2 separate regions of the Gossypium hirsutum genome follow, and region 2 is linked to region 1. The links are chromatin contacts, called in public Hi-C maps. All regions are on one chromosome and are shown on one strand. The core of a region is the stretch at or near the end of the contact, and the rest is flanking DNA. Distances in the headings are between cores, read along the strand shown.

Region 1 (6,617 bases), core at 1,218-3,717:
TTACGGAATCGATCAACATGGTGCAAAAAAGCTCTCCTTTTCTGCCTTCCTACCATCATTGGCAAGCCTAAATGTTTTTCTGGGTCTTGCACAATTCTAACACCCAAAACCTCTCCCACCGCATCTCTTTCTTGTGCTTCCACATTCGAACCAAAGAATATAAGAGACTTGTCAAAGTTAACCTCTTGACCAGAAACAGATTCATACTCCAAAACTAAATTACAGACAACCTGTGCATTTGCCCTAGAGGCATCGCTAAATAGTACGCATTCATATGCAAAGAATAGATGATTAAGAACAAACCTTTCTCTACCAATCTGTGCCCCCTTCATTTCCCAAGTCAACTTTGCCACATTCAATAGGGTAGAAAAACCCTCAGCACATAGCAAAAAAAAAAAAAAATTGCTGTAGTCCTCTCGAAGGCCAAAATCGATCACCGACTGCATCAATTACCCCCACCGTATAGGATACCGAACAAACAAACCTCATTACTAAAGTGACCCAGTCAGCATGAAGTCCCAAATTTGTCATCATCTCGACCAAAAAATCTCACTCCACTCAGTCTTATGCTCTACTCATACTGAGTTTAAGCGCAAAGTTTCCCTTTTTACCCATTTTTCTCATCTTGAGCGAGTGTAAAACCTTGTAGACAAAAACATTATCTGAAATTTGCACACCCAGTGTAAAAGCCTCCTGGGCCTCATCTATGCAATAGTCCAATAGCCCACTCATCCGTCCAACAATGACTCTTGTAATTATTTTGTAAATGACATTGCACAGATTAATGGGTCTAAATTGCGTCATATTTTTGGGCCTATCAACTTTTGGATTCAAGACGATATGGGTTTTATTAACTTCACTCATCCCAACCTCCCCACTCAAAATCGCTAAACAATATTGAGTAACATGATGGCCTATTATATGCCGGTACCTTTGATAAAGAAGCATGAGAAACGCATTAATACCTGGGGCTCGAACAGGGGACATTGCTTTGACTGTAGCCCGAATCTTTTCCTCAGTAAACGACTGCAAAAGATCATCATTCATGCTATTCGTAATCTTTCGTTGTACTAGGCCCAAAATTCTCATGTCATCCCCCGCATCCGATGCAGTGAACATGTCCATAAAATAATCTAATGCAATACGCAACATCTCTGCTTTCTTAGTAACCTAACTGCCTTCACCATTCTCCAAACCCCTAATTTTATTCCTCTGCTTTCGACTTACTACAGCCTTATGGAAAAAACTAATATTGCGATCACCATTTTTTAACCAGTTGACATGGGCCCTTTGTTCCCAAAACAATTCCTCCTTGTTTGCTTCCAAACTGACACCTAATTGGATCTCAGCAATTTTTGCTAAAACATCATCCCCTGGGTCCTGATCATAAAGTTCCAATAGTCATTATTCCAAATTCCTTATCCCACCACTCTATCCATGTTAACGTGATGGCTCCACCTCTGTAAATGTCCTCCTAGTTTTTTCTAACTTAATAAGCACCTGTTCTGATGAAAGTGCCCACCCTCACCGGATTTCATCTTTACAAGATTCCTCTAAACACCAGTTAGTGTCAAAACGAAACTTATAACTACCCATCCTTAACCTTCGCCGAGCACCTCCCCTCGTGTCAAATAAAATAGGACAATGATCAGATTTGGAGTGATACAAATACGCAACTGTATAATCGAGAAATAGATTCCACTATGCTGAATTTGCGACACCCCTATCAAGTCTCTCCATGATATTATTAGATGCAAACCTACCTCTTTCCCATGTGAACCATCTACCAATAAATCCCAAGTCACTTAAATTGCAATCTTCCAACACCGAACGAAAATCATGCATCTGCCTTTTTGATAGGAAACATCCACCTCTCATCTTAAATGAAAAAGTTATCTCATTGAAATCCCTTACAACCAACCAATGAATCGTCTGATCGTGACTGAATTGTCTGAGTAAGTCCCATGACAAGCTCCTATATCTTTCTTCTGGATTCCCATAAAAGCTCATGAACCTCCACAAAGATCCCTCATCATCATCTTGAATAGTGACATCAATATGGTGTTGTGAGAAACTCTTTAAAGTAACTAAATAGTTGTCTTTCCATCCTAATAATAGACCTCCCTTGGACCCTATAGCCCCCACATCGATGCCATTGCCAAAACCACACTTCCTTCGAACACTTTCCATTCGTTTAGCACTAATTTTTGTTTCTCTGAGAAACAAAAGTCGAGGGGAAACATCTCTCAGTTTTATCCCGGAGACGATTAACAGCCCGTGGCTTCCCCAACCCACAGACGTTTTAACTTAGGGTTTTCATTGAATTCGATTGCTCTGCATGAAAGAGCTAGTTGATTTCTCATTATGGTCCATTCCTACTTCATTCAAAATAATAGACGGTTCCCCCACTAAGTGTTGCCTTTTCATCCCTTCCATTGTCATAAGGGGATCCTCATCCCTGTCCATAGTCAGGTCCATAGGCCCAACAACATTCATGCATTTGTTTTCCAACCCATGATCCATAAACTATTTATTATTTGGATCCTATTTGACGACATAATTCTAGGCCCTAATGGAATGAGATTGGGATTAGGATATATTTTGTCCATGTTATCCCACCGATGACTCTGCAGGCCCCCTCCATCTCAAATATTACGTCTATTTTCCCCCACATTCCATATCCGAATTTTTGCAAATCAATCCACTAGATTCATGCAGCCACCGGCTAACCACTGCGTTTCTCCTCTTCGCCGCCGTATTCAATGAGATGTCCTAGCCAAACACAATTTTTGACGGCCAAGTTTTCCACACATAAAACACAACAATAGTAGTAGTACTAACATCGGATTCTCCCCTGGTTGGATCTTATGCATCAGTAGTAACTGATTATTAAAAATCCATGGGGTACCCTTTAACACCCTGTTCATGCCCACTTCATAAAAAAATTGGAATAAATACTTTTCTCACCAAGATCTGAAATGAATGTCCTTCTAATTGGGTGTCATAAATAAACCATAGTATTCTGTAACGAAGGGAAATAGGCAACACTATAAATCAGACATCGTCCCACCACACATAGTTTGTAATCATCTTCCACCACCAGTGTCTCTTCTCGAAAAGCCACTTCCTCCTCATCTATGATATTCAAATTGGCTAATTCTTCCTCTGTTTCTTTGAGACCAGTACACCTAGGAAAGTATACCCTAACACTCGTGTCAACAGACATATAGAATAGCATGCCAAAACTCTATCACGTGCATATGTATGAAAATCACATATTTATAACACATATTTGTGTTTAAAAATAATACAATAAATAATGAAATGTATGATTTGAAACTAATTAATAGTAACACATGAAATATACACAATATTAAAATAAAAAATTAGATTGAATTGCAAGTAAAACTAAATTTAAACACGTGTATACATATTAACTTAAGATTATTAAATGAATACAATTATTTATCATAGTGTTGTCATCAATCTTAAGTTGGTGTCGAGTTAATTTATAACACCATCTCAATCAACAACATTATTAATATATTAATGTATACTTGAGGGCTTTATAAATAATATATATTTATATATATGAAAATTATTTAATACAGTTTTTTAGACTCAAAAAACAGTTTAAAAGTTAACAAATATATTGTAAAATATAATAAAATCTTAAAAAACCACTAACAATATATCATATAATTAACCATATATAATATCCAAACAACCTAGAAACGAATACACGTGATTTGTTCTTTTATCCACTTGATGATGGAGTCCTACAAACCTTATCAACAAGTATCAGTCTCCATCAACTTTTTATCTGCCATTCTTATCAGATTTTTATTGAGATCACACAATCTATTGAAATTATAGGAAGAAACTATACCCGAAACGGATTCTTGGTTCTTTTTTTCTCCAATGAAGTATATTATTTTTGTACGTAGTCTCCGCTTTATATTATAAATATAAATACAGATCAATTGCAAATAATATATTTCTAAATACCTATGATTATAATCTATCATTATAAATTATAATAAGTAAAATTCAAATCTAAAATTTCAAAATTCTTACAATTTTAAGCTTACAATTAAATACAATTATAGTTAGCATCTATCATACATCCTAAAACATATGAAATAATGCATTTCTTTTAAAACCTGCTTAAATCACAAAATTATACTCATTTTCTCAAAGTTATCTAAATTTATTTACTATTGTTAGAATTAAGTAACCCGAATTCTTATTTAAATAAAATACAGTGGTAAAATAAAATAAAAGCAAAGTCCCTATAGGACTATACTTCTTTTATTTTATTTTAGAATAAGGTTTTTTAAACCTTATTAAACTCTATCTATATGATATTGATTAGAATAAGGTGTTTCAATCTTACTACACTCCTATTAGAATATCGTTTTACAAGCCTATAAATAGACATAGTCTACTTCTCTTGTAATGATTCGAATTCGACATACTGAATTTTCTTCTCCTCTGCCTGTGGTTTTTTTTTCCCAAAAGGGTTTCCACGTAAAAATCTGTGTGGTCTTTATTTTATTTCTCTTTTCTTTGTGATATATTATCATTATCGACATTTTAGTTTTTACAAATTGGTATCTGAGCTTTCGGGTTGTTCATCTCAATCTCAGTAATGGCGTTTTTGAAGTATGAAATTTCGCTGTTGGATCACAACACTAAATTCGCGTTGTGGCAGATAAAGATGCAGACAGTTCTTGCACAGATGGGCTTAGAAGAAGCACTGCTAGGGGTAGATAAGATGCCTTCAACATTGACGGAGGAAGAGAAGAAGCAAAAGGATCGAAAGGTGTTAACATAGTTACATCTGCATTTGTCTAACTAAATTTTGCAGGATGTGATGAAAGATAAGACACCGTTGGATTATGGAAGAGGTTGGAACAAATATGTATGTCGAAAACTCTAACTAGCAAGCTGCATATGAAGCAGCGTCTTTATGATCATTGTTTGGAGGAATGTGCATCTGTGCACGAACACTTAACAATGTTTAAAGAAATTCTCTGAAACTTGGAGGCCATGGAGGTTCAGTATGATAAGGAAGATCTAGGGTTGATTTTACTTTGTTCGTTGCCACCGTCTTATTCAACCTTTAGAGATACAATTTTATATAGCCGTGAGTCTCTCACAGTTTATGAGGTTTATGATTCTTTAACCTCGTATTATAAGATGAAGGATCTTATGGTTAAAATCGACTCTCAGGGAGAGGGTCTCATTATTCGTGAAAGACAAGATCGGAATGCTGATGATGATCGTGAAAAGACACACGAACGAAATCCTCGCAGTAAATCTAAGGGTAGATCGAAGTTTTTAAACAGAGGTAAAACTTGTAACTTCTGCAAGAAGAAAGGACACATTTAATCTGAGTGTTATAAGTTACAGAACAAGATCAAAAGGGAATCTGCGAATCAAAATGGAAAACAACCAGAAAATTCTGGTAAAGCTGATGTTGTAGAAGACTACAATGATGGTGAACTTCTAGTCGCTTCTGTCAACAATTCTAAAGTGAGCGAGGAGTGAGTCCTTGATTCGGGCTGCACATTCCACATGAGTCTCAGTCAGGATTAGTTTACAACTTACAAAACAGTGTCTGAAGGTGTTGTTCTGATGGGAAATAATGCTTCATGTAGAATTGCAAGTGTTGGAACAATTAAAGTTAAGATGTTTGATGGAGTTGTTAGAACACTTAGTGGCATACGACATGTTCCAGAATTGAAGAGAAATTTAATTTCGTTGAGTACTCTTGATTCAAAAGGGTACAAATACACAGCTGAAAGTGGGGTTTTGAATATTTCCAAAGGTTCCCTCGTTGTGACGAAAGGGTAGAGAAAGACTACCAAGTTATATGTTTTGCAGGGTTCTATTGTTACTGGTGATGTAGCTGTCGCATCCTTTTCTTTGTTAGATGATAATATTACTAAACTTTGGCATATGCGCCTAAGGCATATGAGTGAGAATGACATGACAGAATTGAGCAAAAGAGGGCTTCTTGATGGGCAAGGAATTTGTAAACTGTAGTTCTATGAGCACTGCGTGTTTGGGAAGAAAAAGGGAGTTCGATTCACCAGAGGACTCCATAACACGAAGGAAATATTGGAGTATATTCATTCTGATATGTAGGGGCCATCCAAAGTGCCTTCGAGAGGCGAAGCTAATTATATGCTAACTTTTATTGATGATTTTTCTAGAAAAGTGTCGGCATTCTTCCTGAAGCAAAAAAGTGATATGTTTTCCGCATTTAAGTCTTGGAAAACTATGATTGAAAAACAGACAAGAAAACAAATAAAATACCTTCGCACAGACAATGGCTTAGAGTTCTGTTCTAATGAGTTTAATAAACTGTGCAAGTTAGAAGGGATCGTGAGACACTTGACAGTTCGTCATACTCCACAACAAAATGGTGTTGCAGAACTAATGAACAAAACGATCATGGAGAAGGTTCGATGTATGTTGTCAAATGCCAACTTACCAAAGTCATTTTGGGCCAAATCAGCCTCTACTGCATGTTTTTTGATCAACCGATCTCCATCCGTTGCCATTGAGAAAAAGACTTCACAAGAGGTATAGTCTGGTAATCCTACTAA
Region 2 (6,617 bases), core at 2,151-4,650, 180 kb after region 1:
TTTCCCCTAGTTGCTGTTATTGTAGATAAATCTCAACCTCTCTCAACATTTTATCCCTTCGACATACAACCAATTTGTACATACTCATCACTAGATTCAGATCCTCTCAAAATTTCTCATCAAATTTACCAACAACAAATTTTTATAAAATTATTTTTCGATCTATTCGGTTCTCTTTAGATTTGACCATAATTTTTTTACCGATTGCAAGTTCAATTGAAGGATCGAAGGAGAAATTTAGGGTTTCTCTTTGCTTTTTGGGACCGAATTTGTTCACATAGATCTGTGCTCTTTTTTAAGGAGTATTTGGTTTAAAAAATTGAAAAAAAAACCCTAATAACATATCTCTTTCTTCTTCGTTTGATTGCTTTGATTTTTTATTTCGTATTTTAAATTTTCCCCAAAAAAATTACAAAAAATGGCTTTCTTATGGTTTGCGTTTTTCAATGATCTAGAAACACAAAATGATTAGCAAAGGAAAAGGGACAAGGGGGAGATAGAGAGGGTCGGATTCTTGTAAGGTAAGAGACCGGGGATGGTGTAGAGATCGCCATTGATGAATCAAATGTGACCTGAGTAGGGAATTTTTCTTTCTTTCATTCTTTCTTTTTCTTCTTCTGCCCAGCCCAGCTAGGGTTTTTAAATTGGGATAGTTTCCACCGTGGGAGGCCAATGTGGCAAGTTATGGGTCATTTTAACTTTCTGTTTTGTCTATAACGAAAAATGAACGTTAGTTACCGATTTGTCATTTTTCTAAAATTCTGTGACTGAATTAAAAGTTAAAGAACTATTTTATTATTAGAACTAAAATTGAGTGACTATTAATCTATTTTACCTTAAAAAAATTACCATCACAAATAAAAGAAATCTCACCATGGTGACCTTTTCCCTTATTACCATCACCATCAATACTCCACTGTATTTTTGTCTCTTTTCTCAGTAACTTCTTGGATAAAAGGAATTTTAAAAAGCAAGTTTTGACATGGATTTTCTTCAAGACTTAAAGTTTTTTAAAATTGTTTTCTTAAAAAAAAGTTTGATCTAGAATTTTAAAAAAAATATATTATTTGGTTTGTTTTGATTCGGAAGGTAAAAGAAACCAAATTTAAGGTTTTAAAAAAAAAAGTCGTCGGAATTTGAGATTTATCACTGGAATCTGAAAAATTATTATTTTTCTGGTGAAACATGGGTTTTCCCGTCACCAGAATTCATGTTTTGAAGAACAAAGAGAAGAAATAAAATAACATGGGAAAAAGTCAAATGTTTTTTTAAAAAGTTAGAAGGAAAGAAATAAAAAGTAAATAAAGGAAAATTGAAAAAATATAATTTTTAACAAATATTATACCGCGTGTCAGCTACTTATTAATATATTATTGCCACGTCACTTTCATAATTGCTTGGGATAAAGTGATTGATAAAATAAATCATAATTAGCACATCGAAGAATAAATTTAAAACTAACAATCACATAAATACTAAAAATACAAAATAACTATAGATTTTTATTTTAATAACTTATAATCTAAAATAAAAAAATAACTATATATTTATATATTATCTAAATTCCTTTAATGAGCATTTTCCTTTCTCACTAAAATTCGCCACATTGCCACTAATGCTTTTGGGTTCAAACATATATCTTATTATTAATTTTAATTTAGACATTATAATAGCTAATTTCATTACAATGACTACTTTTAATTTTCTCAAAGCCACTATCACTGCTTACCAAATGAACCCTATATCACACGAATAATGTGAGTGAACGAAATATATACATATATATATAATGTTTATAAATAATTAGTATTTGGTATATTTATAAATAATTAGTATTTGGTACACAAATAATATATATTTTATTTCACAAATAGTTTAATAGGACAGTTGTTAATCCTCTAATGTTATTAAATAGTCTAAAAAATCTATTAATAGTATATCAAATATTATTCTATTATTTTCAGAATTTTTTTGGGTTTTTAATAAAAATATGGTAAATTAAAAATTTATTTTAAAAAATTAGGATAAATTTATATAGAAAATTAGGATAGCTTATCTATCTAATAGTATACAGTTAAGTCAAATAATATACATATGACAAATGCGAACACTATTTATATAAAAAATTAATTTTAAATACCACGTGACCACATGTAGTGAAACTAGTATCTTACATGTTTTCACCAAATGCCATTAAGCAAAAACAAAATCAAGTTAAAAATTTTCTAACATGCTCCAAATTCAAAAAATGGGAGCTTTGTTTTTTTTTTAATTATATATAAATGACTTAGAAAACATGAAAAGTTATTTTGTTGAAATATTTTTGAGTTGGACATGAAATACTTTTTACTCTCAAATATATATAATTTTTATTTTTCTTGATGTTCCATGGCAGTATCTCGTGCAAATCATCACTTGACAAAGTGGTTTTATCGGATACTTCTACATGTCACCCATCTCTCTTTAATAAATTATGTGATAGATGTAAAATTATGGCTTAACATGGTGAGACCACTTTTAGTGAGAGAAAAATAATCATAATTTTTTAAATAATAAAAAATTCATCCCATTTTGAAATAATTATATTTTTATAATAAAACTTATTTTTTATGGAACAGTAAAATTCAAGGATAAATTGAAAAGTATTTTAAATTTTTTTCTTACATAATTATTGTTTGATTAATTTATGACATCAAACTATATTATAAATTTATATAAATTAAATCATGTTTCACTTACTATGTAAGACAAATATATTTATAAGAAAAATATTCATCAGACAAATTAACGGTTGAACGATAAATGTTTTATGTATAAATTTTCATCGTTCTCATAGTCAATATTCAGACTTTTGATTATTTTAAGTATTGTTTTAAATTGTTTTAGTTAAAGATTTTATGTAATAATATAAAAATATAAAAATAATTATTATATTTTTTTAAAAAAATTTAATATTTCCTAATCATTAATGTCACTAATAAGAAGCATTGTAATAATATAAATATTTTTTCAAGTATTAGTATAAATATAAATACATACTAACAAAATTTGAAAATAACCTATGAAAGTGGAAGTTGATGCATTTGGAAAAAGAATAAATATTTTCAATATTTTAAAAGTGAATTTAGATGAGCGATACATTTATTTATAATAAATATAAATAATAATAAAATTAAATATTATAACAGTAGATAAAAAAATAAATTAAAAATACCCCTCGCACCCACCCTAAATCTACTGCAGTCGACCTCTAAAAAACTCAAGTTGGTGGATGATGATAAGAAATGGCGGGGCTTATTCATCAAGATTTGAAAATAAATAGTGTGCAACTAGGCAACTTTATGAGCAAGATGGGACCAGGTCTGGACTCTGGACATAGAAAATACCCTGGCTGTTGCTGTTTGGACTGTGAAAAGGGACCATTTGCAGAAGATAGGGACCCACCTCTGATGTGAGATCATATGGGACATGCATTATTGTGATTGTCATGTCTTTCCCATTTCAAATCATATCAGATAATGATGATGACAGATGGCATTTGAAGGAATGAAAATGTGGAGACACATCAACCTTTGGATCATCATAGTTGATAAAAGATGGGGACATGTGTGGTGTTCGATGATGATGTGAATCGCCCACCGGCTTTCATTAATCTCTGTATGATGATGAACAAAACAAGTGTTATTCCTATAATATCTTTTTCCTCTAGTCTGGTAATTCATTTTTGTATATGTCAACAGTAATTAAGACTTTTTGTTGACGTTTTAATGATTAAAATTCAATTTCTATTAATATAATTTCATCTCTCTAATTCCTAACTTTGTTGTATAACCATTATGTTTATATTTTTGTAGGAAGGATGGGAAGAAACTTGAAAGCAACATTAGAGGTACAGGACTTGCCAAGAGTAATAAGATAGTTCAATGAGTATTTAAGAATAAGAAAATAATGAAAATTTAGAAAGAAATTAACGAAAGGAAAATCATGGGGTTAGGTTGGGTTGCCAATTTTCTTTTTTCCTTTTTTTTTTGTCTTTTATCGAAATTATAATTAAATTTGAGTTATCTCATGGGCTCAATTCACTTTTCACAAAATAATATACTGAAAATTTTATGTTAATAATTATACATTCAGTAATTAAATTAATAAGTATTTTAAAAAGGTGGAAGTAAATATTTTTTCTCAATATTTAAAATAAATTCAAATTTTAGAATCAATATAGTTAGATTTTATCTAAATATGATCTTAATCCGAATAGAATTATACTTAAACTGTATAACATATTGAATTTATATAAATATATATATATCTAAAAATTAAATTCAAATTTTAGATATTCTTAAATAATAACTTCAATCATTCCAAATTTATAAAAATCTTGTTTTATGCCCAACTGTTGAATAATTCTACGGAATCTTTAAGCCTCTAATAAAAATGACTTTGAAAAAGGGAAAAAGACAATGAGCATTACAAACTATTTTAAAGAGCTTTAAAATTTAGTTTGTATATTTTAAATTTAAGATAGTAAATAATTATTCTACCTATAATAATTTATTAAATTGGATAAAGTCAATAAATTATTATAAGTTTTTGATCGAGTTGGTGTCACCCTCAACCGGGTCATTAACTTGGTTAGAAAAATTATAGACACGCTCCTTCGTAAGTAAAATAAATTATATTATTTAAGGGTATTTTAATCTTTTTATTTTAAAAAGTCAATAAAAATATGCATAAAGTAGGATTTAAACTTAAATCAATTGCATTAGTAAAACCTTTAATTTATCACTTTGCTGAAGAATTATTTTGTTATTCTTATACAATTTAATTTTATTATTCACACTTTATTACTTTCATCATTTGTATATATATACTATTAATAAAACCCATGATTGAATTGGTGTCACGGGTTAACCGGGTGCCAACTCGGTTAGAAAATTACAAAAATAGTTTTCTGTCAGTCATATTATTCGAGAGTATGTTAATCTTTTCATTTAAATAAAAATACGGTGGGATTTGAACCCACATGTCAATTAGATTAGTAAAGCCTTAAATTTATCACTCAACTAAAGCTTTATTTTGATGTATTTTATACATTTTTCTTGATATGCACAATTTACTATCTCCACTAGTTTCATATTTACATTTATATGATTAATAAAACCCCAAATTGAGTTGGTGTTACAAGTTATGTAATGACCCAAAATTCATAGGCATCGGAAAAGTTCTTAGAAAATTGAACTTGTAGATAATAATTAAAAATACCTATGAGTTTAGTAGTGTGTTTAATTAGGTTTTAATTAGGTGAAGTTAGCTTAATTTAAAGTAATTAACAAAAAGGACTAAGTTGAGTAAAGGGTAAAAGTTTAATTATAGATTAAAATAAAGTATAAAGAACCAAAATGGAAATTAAGCCAATTCACAAGTATGAGGCGGCATAAATTGGGTAAAATTTAAGATTTTTATGTGATATTTTTATTAAAATTTCATTAATAATTATATTAATTGTTATTATTATGTTATGAAATAAGTTAAACAAAACACAAATGTATAGTAGTCATGGGCAATTTACCAATATAAGCCATTTTTTTGAAAAATTATCGAAATGGGCCCATTATTTAATTATTTATCGGACTGGTCCATTTTTTGGCAAATCGCGTCCACGTCAGCGCGATGTCAGGGGACGCGCCAGCAAATAACGTCCACGTCAGCAAAGCGCGCTGACGTGGCCACGATTTGTCCCACGCATGAACAGTGCTGCAACGGTCAAAGCCCCCCCAACGGTCAAAAAAAACTATAAATACCCCCACCCTTTTTTTTTCACAAACTAATCCTCTCTCAAATTTCCTTTCAATTTCCTCTCAATTTCCTTCAAAATTTCTCTCAATTTAATTTCAATTTGCTCTCAAGTTCTTCTTAAATTTCTCTTAAATATCTATTTTTAAATAATTTTTAAAAAAATTATTTTTTAAATTTTTTTATACCGTAAAATTTTGTACGATTTCAGCAATGACCGGAGAATTGACTCGTCTTGATAATCATCACTTATCGGTGGAACAAATGAAAATGGTAAGCGTTAAATATAATTTTTAAATATTATTTAAGAATTTTTTATTTATACATTTTTAGATAATTATTAATTTATTATTTGTTATAAAAGTCTATAGATCGGGTATTGGAATGCAATATCTGGAATATGCATGCTCCTCCATCACCGTTGGTAGAGAACTACCTGCGGGAAGCGGGTTTTTGGCACGTGACGACGGTAGGCCAGGGATGTAAGGTGGACCCAAAACTAATTAGTGCGTTGATCGAGGGTGGAAACCCGAGACGCACACATTCCATCTTCCATGTGGAGAGTGCACTATCACTCTAGAAGATGTCAGTCTGCAATTGGGATTGTCGGTGGATAGGTACCCAGTCACCGGGTCTGCCCAATCTAGCGATTGGGGGCGGTGTGCTACGAGATTTTGGGCGCTATTCCGGAGAAAATGGAGGGAGGTAAGATCGAGATGGGCTGGTTACGTGACACATTCCCTGATCCGGATGAAGATCAACCGAAATTGAAAGAATCTGATATGCTCGGGCATACATTCTTCAATTAATTAGAGGTTATCTGA

The links. Hi-C and Micro-C count contacts between places; a contact is called where the count stands out from the background.
Region 2: a contact with region 1 is called in a Hi-C map of hypocotyl, with 4 times the contacts expected there. The contact joins two enhancer-like sites. A contact is called at or near these places in 5 of 34 Hi-C or Micro-C datasets (callus, hypocotyl and leaf).

What each region holds. Positions count from the first base shown.
Region 1 is chrD02:43,883,889-43,890,505 of Gossypium_hirsutum_v2.1, forward strand. No RefSeq gene overlaps it. Among protein-coding and RNA genes, the nearest start is that of LOC107907641, 20 kb to the left of the region's middle. Within about 2 kb of position 2,468, at least 9 of the 9 cell types and tissues checked have an H3K27ac peak or open chromatin away from gene starts, as enhancers often do. A contact at or near this core is called in hypocotyl and leaf, where this site is marked.
Region 2 is chrD02:44,067,066-44,073,682 of Gossypium_hirsutum_v2.1, forward strand. No RefSeq gene overlaps it. Among protein-coding and RNA genes, the nearest start is that of LOC121215166, 38 kb to the left of the region's middle. Within about 2 kb of position 3,401, at least 5 of the 9 cell types and tissues checked have an H3K27ac peak or open chromatin away from gene starts, as enhancers often do. A contact at or near this core is called in hypocotyl and leaf, where this site is marked.